Linked DNA regions of Zea mays: region 2 is linked to region 1. Evidence: chromatin contacts called from public Hi-C data. All regions are on one chromosome and are shown on one strand. The core of a region is the stretch at or near the end of the contact, and the rest is flanking DNA. Distances in the headings are between cores, read along the strand shown.

The links. Hi-C and Micro-C count contacts between places; a contact is called where the count stands out from the background.
Region 2: a contact with region 1 is called in a Hi-C map of ear, with 4 times the contacts expected there. The contact joins the promoter of LOC100381842 here to the promoter of LOC103652462 in region 1. A contact is called at or near these places in 6 of 25 Hi-C or Micro-C datasets (ear, endosperm, leaf and 1 more).

The regions. Positions count from the first base shown.
Region 1 is chr3:197,568,872-197,574,583 of Zm-B73-REFERENCE-NAM-5.0, forward strand. LOC103652462 (protein MON2 homolog) reads right to left here and starts at 4,357. Exons shown (of 44, transcript XM_020550458.3): 1 at 3,987-4,357; 2 at 1,403-1,588; 3 at 513-602. The coding sequence starts at 4,091.
Region 2 is chr3:197,806,720-197,812,720 of Zm-B73-REFERENCE-NAM-5.0, forward strand. It overlaps LOC100381842 (Polyketide cyclase / dehydrase and lipid transport protein), which reads right to left and starts at 1,963. Exons shown (of 4, transcript NM_001318216.1): 1 at 1,350-1,963; 2 at 1,045-1,240. The coding sequence starts at 1,663. It overlaps LOC103651154 (a long non-coding RNA gene), which reads left to right and starts at 4,401. Exons shown (of 4, transcript XR_564595.3): 1 at 4,401-4,736.

The DNA.
Region 1 (5,712 bases), core at 3,107-5,606:
AAGCTGAGTGATGGCACACAACCTCACCATTCCTGCATAACGAGATTGGGAGCCGCACGTGCAACATGATCACCCAATGCCAGCAGTTGTGTTGCCGCAGAAAATAAGCCAAGCTTAGGCCATGGCTTTTCTCTCTGCTGATGAGAGCACCAGTGGCAACCTTGTTCATCTCTGGATCTTCATAAAAAAGTTGAAAAAGAAGACAAACCTCTAAACAGGATAGCTTTTTATCCAGCAGCTTGTGTGAGAAGTGGTTTCTCTGTGCAGCTAGAAAAAACAGCTTATAGAGAAGTTTAAACTGTGTCGAACAGGGCCATAATCCACACGAGAAAGACAAAAAAAAATCCACAGTGTTATCATCAGGTGATGGCATGTTGGCTCATTAATGTGGTCATATGTTTACTATTTTGATAGATAGAAGCTTTCACATGTTCAAAGGTTAGCTAAACACATGGCATGTAGGAAACCTTCCACACAAAAGCAATAAAATTATAGCTACTGATAGTTGATACCTCACTTTCAGGATGTAGATGTGATTGAAAGAGAATCAACATCGTTTGCAAAGTCTTTAGTTGAACAATCTCATCAGTCATCTCTGCGTGCTGCAACAAACAAACAACAGAGTTCAGAAACAATGAGTTCAAGATTGCAGCTATAACTACAGATGATTATGGAAATCAAATTTTGTCATGAGAGTTGAAGAGAAGAAACATAAACATAAAGGTTCAAATAAAAAGTACTATAATAAACTTCTAGATTGATAAATGTGGGTTTGGAATTATTGTGTCTGTAAAACATGATCTCAAACTCAATTAAGAAAAACAGTAATGGGGTGTTTGGTTTGTGGAATGGAATGAGTCAATCCATCACCACCTCACACAAGCTAATAAATAACACTAGTATGAGGAATGAAATCATGGTGCATCATCCCATCTAGAACCCAGGTTCAAGTACTCATCGAGGTGAATATGGGTGCATATTTTCTTATTAATATTAATATAAAGCCACCTAGTTCCTTCTAGGTTGGTCTAAAAGTTTTTTTAAGATGACAGGATCACAGGAACCCGGGTGGTGGAGGTGTACAGCCACGCCTCCCACCAACTGAGCTAGCCTAAAACAATTTGGATTAGCTGGAGCTTATAGGAATCTGCTAAAAAAGCTCTATCTGATCCAAACAGCCCAGCTTATAGACCACACCCAACCAACCAGCTCAGAAGAAGATATAAGCTAGCTCTCCCTAGCTATTGCAGCTTATAGAAAGGTGAGTTGATCCGAACTGGGCCTAAGTTCCTAAATGGCATGACAGCCAAAAGATAATGCAGAATATCATGTTTGATTTGTACATTTATCAATGAAATTTCAAAATAAACAGAATGAGGGCAAAAATTAACTAAGAACTCACATCCTTCAAAGTCGCTAGTATATCCTTCAGCGCAGATGATGCAACAGCAGCGTGTGATATAAGCTTTTGCAAACAGGATAGTCCTATGACACTCAACTTCACTGATTTGACATTACATGCCATCAGAAACATCCGCAGTATATCTTCATTTTGAGCTATTTCACTTGGGGCAGATAGAGATCGGAGCTTCAAGACCAAAAAAGAAATAAAAAATGATACCTTATCAACGAACAAGTAACACTTATGATACATACTAATACTGAGATGTATAGAAAGTCATAAATTACAAGAATTTTGCAGAACTATAGGAAATGGATAAAAAGTATTCTCCTTGACTGATAATCAACAAACATTATTTATTTGGATTACAAGAGAGAGAAAAGAGGCCCCTGGCACTATAAAGATTAAAAAATGAAAGCTACCTTTTATGAGATAGATGGAATGCTTAACCATTCTATGGCAAAATAACATAGATGAAAGAGATTCATCCCAGATGGTCATGGAATAAAGCTAATAATTGGTTACATCTGCCATAGTGATACAAAAACTGCCTAAAAATATAATAAAATCGAAACAGTGCATGAGTTTCTATAGGTTCAAACTCTTCGGCAAAGAGTGTGATGATATTAGTGTTCCAAAAGGTGTAATTTCGTCTACGCTTAATCACCTAGGCCATGGGCAGCTAATAAAACACAGGAGTAGGAAAATCAAGAGCCATGAGAACTGGCGGGCAGGAGTGCAGGAAAAAGAGGACTGTCGACGAATTGATTATCATGAAAATTCAGTAGTTGTGTTGTGATTTTCGTCTCTGTTTACTGTTTGTCAGATTGAGTGCATCATGCCTCACGCCTTGTGAATCTGTGATGCTTTAAGGCTTTAAGCTTTATATTACTCTGCCTTGTGAATATGTATGTAATCAGCTCCTATTGCAACATATGTATCAATATATGAGCCTCCTGATCTTGCTTCCAAAAAATGTGCACAGGCTAAGCTGTCCTCCTGGGCACTAGGTAGCGTAGCACCTAGCACCTATTAGAACCTTGGATGCATTGGAAATGAAGTTATGGTCAGTTGGTCACACTCTTTAGACACATGCCGACACACATAAAAGCGGGGAAACACCCAACCTTATACACATAGAAGTTCTGAAGACCACTGGAAATGATAACAGCAATCCAACATTGGATATAGTTTCCATTTTCCAAGCTAAGCTTACAACTTCACATGAGCCATCGAACACATGACTACTAGCCTACTACTACCTTCATTCCAAATCATAAGTCATTTTGGCTTTTTTTTAGATAGACACATAGTATCTAGGTGCATAGCAAAAGCTATGTACATAGAAAAGCCAAAATGACTTACAGTGGAACGGAAGGAGCAGTTAATAGACCCTTCAACTTGAAGAAACCAGTGAAGTTCCTTCAGCTCCACATGGTTTGTGTTTCTTTGGGCATATGGTGCTTACGCTTCTCCAAAAAAACCATGAAAACAATGTGCTTTTGATATGGACTTGAGATCTCCAGTCCAAAACTCACAAAATCGGTACAACCAAATTCACAAAATCGGTTCCAAGCATCTGAGCAAAAGCAATATAACCCCCGACTCAGTGGCGGAGCTACATGGTATGCCGTATATGCCACGGCATACCCTGTGAGCGGATGTTCTCCCTCGGTCCCTCTGGTATGGCTGCGGGCGTCTGCTACCTGTGGCTTGCCGCTGAGCCTGCGTCCGGCCTGCTGCCTGTGGTCTGCTACCTGCGGTCTGCTGCCTGCCCGGCCTGCCCCTCCCAAGTTGGTGTGGCCACGGCAACCTTGTGGCCGGGCAGCTGACGGTAGAGGCCTCAAGGATTGTGTGCAGGGCGTAGCTTGGTGTGTTATCAATACATGTTGACATGTCACTGGACATAAACACTCGTGAGATCCACGTGACACTCATGAGATCTATAACATTTATGTTCCTTTGAAAGGCAGTCAACAAATAATGTGTAAATCTCTAATGCTCCTTTATGGTTGTATTTGAACTATCAATATGAATTTTAAACCATTTATATTGTATTTAATGGATGATTTAACTTAATCCTTGAATTTAGATGTTATTGCGTTACTTAGTGCATCAATAATGAATCACGATGCTTCTATAATTATTATATAATTAAAAAATAAATTTACCGAGTTTATGTATGAAAATTTTGAACGGCATACCCTTAGATAAAATCCTAGATCCGCCACTGCCCGACTTCCCCTCAAATGTCAAAGTCATTCATCGTTCTACACCACGTAGAGGATAGACTTGTCTAACCATTAATATAACTTAACCACAATGCACAAATTGCAGAGGTTCCAGCTGTCTATATCACTAATTCTAACACTCTGATATAGTGACATCGCACAATCGCATAAAAGACTAGAATATTGTCAACACTTCCAAATTTCAATTACCGGCCTAAACGTTGGTGTGCTACCCCGCCGCTAAATGGATCCGGAACTGGCGAGGGCGCTGAAGGAACGCGAAATGGGTGTCGGTATCATGATCACTGCTGAAGTGTGCGTACTGCGCACTGCTTTGGTAAGGAGAGGCGTACCTTGAGTATAGCGTGCTCGGCGGCGTCTTTGACAGCGGGGTGGCGGCGGCGTGCCTCAGCGGAGAGAGCGCGCAGATCGGCCTCCAGCGCCGCCATGAAGACCATCTCCTCCTCCGCCGGCCTGCTCCTCCTCAGGCGGAGGAAGCGATGGTGAGACCAGGGGTTAGGTTTTTGGCCTGCGCTCACGCGGGGATCGGAAGCGGGAGGGCGCGCGGCACGGGACAAGTGAGATCTGAGAAGAGACGGGGACCAGCCGACCAGGCAGGAGGGACAGACGATGTTTAGTTGCCTTCGCAGGAAGAAGGTCGCCCCGCCGTTCGTTCTGGATCTCGCGGTTAGCTGAGCATCTTGGTATAATAAAATAGCTCTCTTGTTATGATGTTTTTCTTTTTTGTCCTTTATCTATTGATTTTTTAAAATTTTAACTTTTTAAAACTATTTTTTAAAATAACATGAGACAGAGAAAATCAAAACTAATCTACTTAGTTAAGGTCATGCGTTTTTAAGAAACTGATTTATAAAAATTAATGTGGTTCCGAACATACCAGTTTATGATTTAGTTTATAAAAATTAGATTCTTAGTTTCATAAAAATCAAGAAGTTGACATCTCCTGGCTAAAAGATAAAAAACGGGTTTTCTTAAAACTGGGTTGCTTCTAAATATGGTCTAATTCAATTCGATCACGAGTTGACCAATTAGGTATCATTTGGTTCACAAAATATCAATAAGGTGTCGTTTAGTTCACGAAATGTAACGTAAATGGCAGCGGTAATGATTCACACTTAATTATCAGTGGTAACAAGTTTAAATATAACGGTATCAGTTTTTAGTGTGATATCTAATTACAGTTAGACTTAAACAAACATAGTTTAACGTTATCGGTTATCGTTTATGTTACAAATATGTGAACTAAACAGCACCTAACATGATTCCTTTGTCGCGCTACCGACTCAGGTGCGGCACTTGTCGTGCAATTTCATCTAGTGCGACAGGGGCAAGGAGCCACACGCAGGCCTCCATCAACTCAGCCTATTCAAAGCCCACGTCAACACGCCTTAGCGTTCCGCTACCCGTCGTTGGTAGTCGTGCCCACCTTCACCCCTCGTCCTCGTCCTCCCCCTCTTCCTCTATATGTGTCTCTATTCTCCTAACTTTACATTCGCCTCCCCATCTCAATGGCAAGACATTTTTGTTGTTGTTTGCAATATAATTTCTAGCTAAAATTAGTAGTCTTTATGTCATAGTTAGTTACTTAAGTTGTTTGCAGCAGACATGTATATGATCGTGCAAGACATCGTTTAGTACTGTAAAACACACGGTTTATAAACTGTAGTTTGAAATATGAGATAGGATAGGAAAAGCTGTTGGAGATAGCCTTGGGTGTGTTTGGTTCAGCTTTCTAAGCTAGATTCATTGTAAAAAATAGGATCCCAACCAAAAGGTTTCAGGACCTGAATAGATTTATATAGTCTATAAAATTCTCTGTTCAATCCAGAATCTCCTACCCCAAATGTTCGTATCATAGAAACTGCTCGCACTCTTTTGATATCTTCGTTTGTCCCCTTGCATTTTTTTGGTGTGAAACAGAATCTACCGTTGTCTACCTCATCAATAGACAACCATCATCAAAACTCTCTAGCAAAACTCTCGGTGAAGTTCTTTCTAGAACTCCACACTATGACTGTCTTTCGAATGTAGGTCTGGAAAAAAAGATCGAGGCTCGAG
Region 2 (6,001 bases), core at 713-3,212, 240 kb after region 1:
AATATCATGCAGTAACTGATACTATAGAACATCTTGGTTAAAAAAGTTTCAACCTAAATTGCAGTTTATTATCAAATACCACAGCTCATCCAAGCTATTCAAAAGAAAGCACCACTCTAGGAAGATGATTAGTTGTATGATATACATACACATATATGAAGATACTTTCTGTTCAAATAGTATGGCACATGCAGGCATGCAGCCTGTAAGTAAGGCAAAAAAAATCTGATGTCTCCATTATTGTGGTAACATGAATACTAAATCTAGAGGATGAGCTCATATTAGTCTATGCAAATTTTTAATCCAGTGAACCTAACAAATGACTAACTTGAGATTCCCATCCCAACAATTAACAGCTATCGCAAAAATCAAACTGGTGCTTATTGCTAGTTCAGGTAAGGTAATATTTTTCTAGATTTCACCATCACTTGGCTAAACAAGAGCACAGATCTTTTTCAGTGCCAATAAATAGTGAATTATGAATTAACAATATCACCAAAAGCATAACTATTAACATTTTTAGCATGAAACTTTAACTTCCACAAAGGACAGTATTCGGAAGCACAAATGTATCGTAGTTCCTAGAGTTAATTGAATTTAAGAACCTTGTCAATACAAAAAGTATTTATAACTTGCACGTATTCTGCAGAAACATACAAGATTCCATAAGAAACTATGACAAACAAACAAGAAACCAGTCTAGAAGTACACCGATCAGTTCGCAAGTAGTCAAATTATAGAAAGGTGAGAGCGCATGATAATAACTTTTTCGAGTATATCCATTTGACACTCAACATTAGAAACACACAATTAAATCATACTAGAGGTTTTGCAGATAGATAAATTATGCTAGTGGCTTCCTACAAGCATGCTAAGAAATATAAAGGCGCAAATAGGTAACATATCAAAAGTCCTGTGTGATTTGTTAAAAAAAGGGTCGAATGTGTGATGAGCCTTGAAAGTAGGCCATTTCCTTATACCAGATGTTATTGTCTTCATTCATAAGGTATGCCATAACCTACATGTTCATTTCACAATTCTCACCTTGATATACCTGGGCTTCTCCATCTCCACACGGGAGACATAACTTTCAACAAGGAACTTGAATCCAATCTCGAGCTCTGCATCAAATGAGCCATCTTCATGGCACCTAATAATCCTGGACCGCTGGCACCATGGCACAAAGTCCTCGTAGAGGTCCACTGACGCGACAACAGCAAACATCTGGTCTGGTGAGTACCTGATTTCACCAAAGCAGTCACAATAACGCCACAATCCCCAACGATTTCCACGTTATTATAAATCAATCTCCAGAACTACCATAAGGCAACTCTCGATTGACCGCATACCCAATCACGCGCCTCTCCTCATAGACCTTGGAGAGCACGCCCCCCTCCTCCCCGTCGCCGCACCCGAAGAAACACCTCGTCTGCGTGCGCGTCATCCGCCCCGCGCCAATCACGCCGGTCTGCGGATATGCCCACCGGCCGCCATGCTCGAGCACGCGCCCGCCGCCGCCGAGCGCAGCCAGCGTGCTCGAACACCTGGCATTGGCGACCAGCTCCCCCGCGCAAGTGGAGCACTCGCCCTCCCCGCCGCACCTCCGCGGGACGGAAGATGCCAGCCCCCTCCTTCGAAGCACCGACCTCGCGCACGGCAGCATCGTGGAGGTGCACTATGTGCGATCCGGCTGTCGACGGCGGGAGAGGGGAACCCTAGATTCGGGCCGCGGCTCGGGGCGGTGCTGGCGTCGCAGGAGAAGGTCCTGAAGCCTGGAAGGAGGGCCGGAGGGATTGGCAGAGGCACGAGGAATTGGAGCTCTTGGTTTGCGGTGGGGGAAGCCGAGTTTGGAAGAAAAAAAATCTGCACGGCAGTGCCGGCGTGCCGCACAGGGGCTGCGCATGCGCTGCGGCACCTGTCCCGAATCCTGATTGAGGACGCGTGGCGTGGAAGCGCATCCACGGCGAAGGACGACATCGCTTCTGGACAGGCTCCGTTGCGCGAGTTATTTGACTTCGTAACATTCTGGTCGCGCGACTTCGCCACTTTATTACTTAGCTAAGCTTCGCCAGTTTGTTATTATAGATCACACACCCGTGTTAGGACATGTTTGTTTACCCCCATAGATTATATAATCTTATATAATCTGAGTAGTCCTGTTTGTTTACCCAGATTATTTGAGTTGTTAATAGGATTCTTTTGTATGAGGAAGACAAGAATGCCCTCTATATTTGTACTAGGTTGAAACTCATATATGAAAAAAAATAATTCAATTGACATTGGCAAATATTGCATTAGCAATATTATCACGGAAGACATTCATGTCACCTTCTTCATCTCCAAATTGACTAGTACTAGGCGCAAAAACGATTCGGTGGATTATAATGGCAATGGTGGGTAATTTCTAGGAAACTTGAAAGGGTAGTGGGGAAGTGGGAAAAAAATAATCTGAAATAAGCACCTCCTCACTTGCTTATGGATTATCATAATCCAAGGGGTTAGATTATATAATCTGGGCAAATAAACTGGACTGTTTGTTTGCCTCTTAGGATTATTTAATCCAGATTATATAATCTAGGGGGTAAACAAACAGGACCTTAGTTTGGGACTGTTAATCTACCGGCCTCTTTAACCTTTTCTGAGCTACGGTAAAAGTCAATTTTGTCCCTCGAGATAACCGCGGCGAACGTGACGCAGCTGCGGTGCGTGACGGAGTACCTGGAGATGACGGAGGACCACCAGGCGGACAACCTCGTGGCCCGGGCGGAGGCGTACCTGGCCGAGGTGGCGCTGTGGAGCCTGGACGGGGCGCTGGAGGTGCTGTGCAGGTGCGACGGCCCCGTGGCGGAGCAGGTCGGGCTGGTGGCCCGCTGCGTCGACGCCGTCGCCGCCAGCGCGGGCAAGGAGCAGCTGGTCTCCGGCCTGGCGCACCTGGAGACGTGCGACTACGCCGCCGCACGCTGCCGGGAAGACTGGTGGGTGGAGGACTTCTCCTTACTCCGGATCGACCATTGATCTGTGTCTGGTCAAACTTTTCCAGATCAATGTATATGCATGGAGTTAAATTGTATAAAAATTGACAAAAAAAACATGACATTTGTAGGATCAAACAGAATAAGTTTAGCTGATCAAATAGAATAAGAACATATTTGATTTAGTGTCAATGAATTCCATTTCTGACGGTAGCCTAAAGCCCTTTGTAATCAGGTCAAGCGCATCCTTTGCACAAGCTGTTTGCTTTGTCATTTCTTGATCGGTTTTGTGTCTAGAGAAAAGAGAACTCGTTGGCTGACCAAATGTTTTGCTGCGGGAAAAAAAACCAAACAAAAAACAGGCACATCCATCTCTGATGGAGTCGGAGTGCAAGCGGCTGTGCAAGCTGATCGACTTGCCAGAAGCTGTCGCAGGACGCGTCGAGCCACGCGGCGCAGAACGACCGGCTGCCGATCCAGATGGTGGTGCGCGTGCTCTACTTCGAGCAGCTCCGCCTCAAGTCGTCCTTCTCGGGCGGCGGGTCCGGGTGCGTCGGCTTGGGCGGCGCCGACGGGTCCTTCTCGCAGCGGTTAGTGTGCAGCAGCAGCGGCGTGCCGAGATCGTGCGTCCATGAAGGATGACTTGAGACGAAGCTTTGTACCTTCATGCAGCCAGGTGAAGGGAAACAGAAGCAAGACGGTTGTGCGGGATGCAGACGGCGGCGCGGAAGCAAGACGGCTGCGCGGGATGCAGACGGCGGCGCGGGTACCAGATCCTAGTTCAGACGGGGCCGCGGGCACCAGATCCTTGTTCAGACGGGGCGCGGGCACCATGTGGCAGATGGCCGCGCGGAATGCAGACGGCGGCGCGGGCACCTTCTGTTGAGTTACTCCCGTCTGCTCTCGCGGTTAGGGGTAGATTAGTACACAGGTGTGTGCTCCCTTCATCAAGCGCAAGAAAACAGACGCTTACAGAGTGCGGGAGATTAACAGTCTCAAACTGGTGTGGGTGTGTGCTTCATAATACCAAACTAGCGAAGCTCAGCTGCGGAGTAATAAAGTGGTGAAGCCGCGACGAGGACGTTACAAAGTCAAATAACTTCCGTTGCGCTCGTTCGGCTCGGCTCATTTGTGTTTCTACTCTGCTCGATTCAGCGTCTGCTTACTTGCAAGCGTATGCCTGAGACGCATTTTGCTGCGGATGGTATAAAAGCTCTCCTGTGATCCCTAATCTTTATCTTTACTATACGAATCTTGGATCTATTCTTGAAAAGAGGAGATAGCCACGTAGCTTGCCAAAAACAGTACCGTGTGATAAAGCTGGAACGGTAGATCGTTAAGCTCTGAGTTTTCTCGGCCCACCGATACTCTCTCGCCTCTGTAAAATATCTACCCGTGTGATTTTTGTTTGCAGACAGTCATATACATTCGCAACGCACAACGAAGCAGCCATCAATCCTTCCGTATGAAGAGAAGCTAGCGGCTCATTGCATGTATGAATCACTTTCTGCACACTGTTTCCAAATCATGTCAACATCGACTCTTCTGCTTGGCTCTGAGAATCCCCAAATCTCATCAGCACCAGCACCCACTCCACCCTCCCAATCCTGTCAACCCAAACTTCCCTCAAATCTGAATATCAAATCACCTCTCCAATCCTCCCCAAATCCCGCTTTGCCCTGATGATCCCTAAATCTCATCACCACCAGCACCCACTCCCCTCTCCAAAAACTATCAGCCCAAACGCCCCACTCAAATATAAAGGTATGTGCAATTTTTCTTTCTTGCACGACGGGAGCAAGCTTACGCAGGATAACGATGCTCTGGGTGGAGGCTGGGGCCGAGTGAATCAAATAAAGAGGGTTAGGTGCTTGGGGATTTTTTCTTCCATACTTCTCTGTTATTATTTTGCCAAGTACGGATCGGCTGCTTGCTAAAAGCGGTCTGCTCAAGCTGCTGCAATTCCAACTTGCTCCTTCAGTTTTTTTTAAGCATTTTCCCCTGTTTCCCTCTCTTTTACAAAGTAGAACAGTAAAAAAACGTGTTGTTTCTTTTTATATTTAATTTCAAACTTAGAAGATTGTTGTTGACGCTTTTTCGGAGCGCCAAATACTCAAGAAGAACCGGCGGCGGTGCTCTTCTGGTCAGGGGCGGACGGTTCGCGGCCTAGGGCCGGACGGTCCGCGACCTGGCGTGAGGCGGCGGTGCTCTCTGGTTAAGCACGGACGGTCCGCGGCATAGGGCCGGACGGTCCGCGACCTGGTGCAGGAGCTCGGGTTCCCTGCCTGATGACCGGACGGTCCGCGCCCTAGGGCCGGACGGTCCGCGCGTACGCAGGGGCGGCGGAAGATCGCCGGCGGCGCCTGGATCTCGCTCCTGGGAGGGACCCCGTCGGGGAGGAGAGATCCTAGGGGTTGTCTAGGCTCGGGTCGGCCGACCTAGACTCCTCTAATCGGCGTAGAGTCGAAGAGAGGCACAGAATTTGGGGATCGAGAGACTAAACCTAAACTAGACTATAACTACTCCTAGGATAAAATGCGAAATAGAAGTTGTATTGATTCGATTGATGATTATAAATCGGTCGTAGACCTCTCTTTTTATAGAGGAGGGGGGCTGGACCCTTTACACGACTGGATTCCGAGCTAATTCCGCAAATCTAGCCAACAAACATAGCACAAAACTCGGAACCCTAAACTGCTCTGCGCATGCGTGGACCGTCCAGCCCACATGCGCGGACCGTCCGCCCGCTCAAAATGAAGCTCAACATATGCCCCCTGCCTTTTGGTGGAGCTGAGCAAACCAAAAACAACTAACTCGATGTGATTACATCGGTTCTCTTAGGCATCTTGCCACATACTAGGATGGTACTGTTTGAGGAAACGCCCATTCAAAGTCTTAGGCAAGTCCTTGCCTTGTAATGTTTGTAGCAAATAGGCGTTGCCAGACATCACCTGTTTTACTTTATAAGGACCTTCCCAGCTTGGTGACCATTTCCCGAACTTCCGGTCTTTATTTCTTAGAGGCAGAAT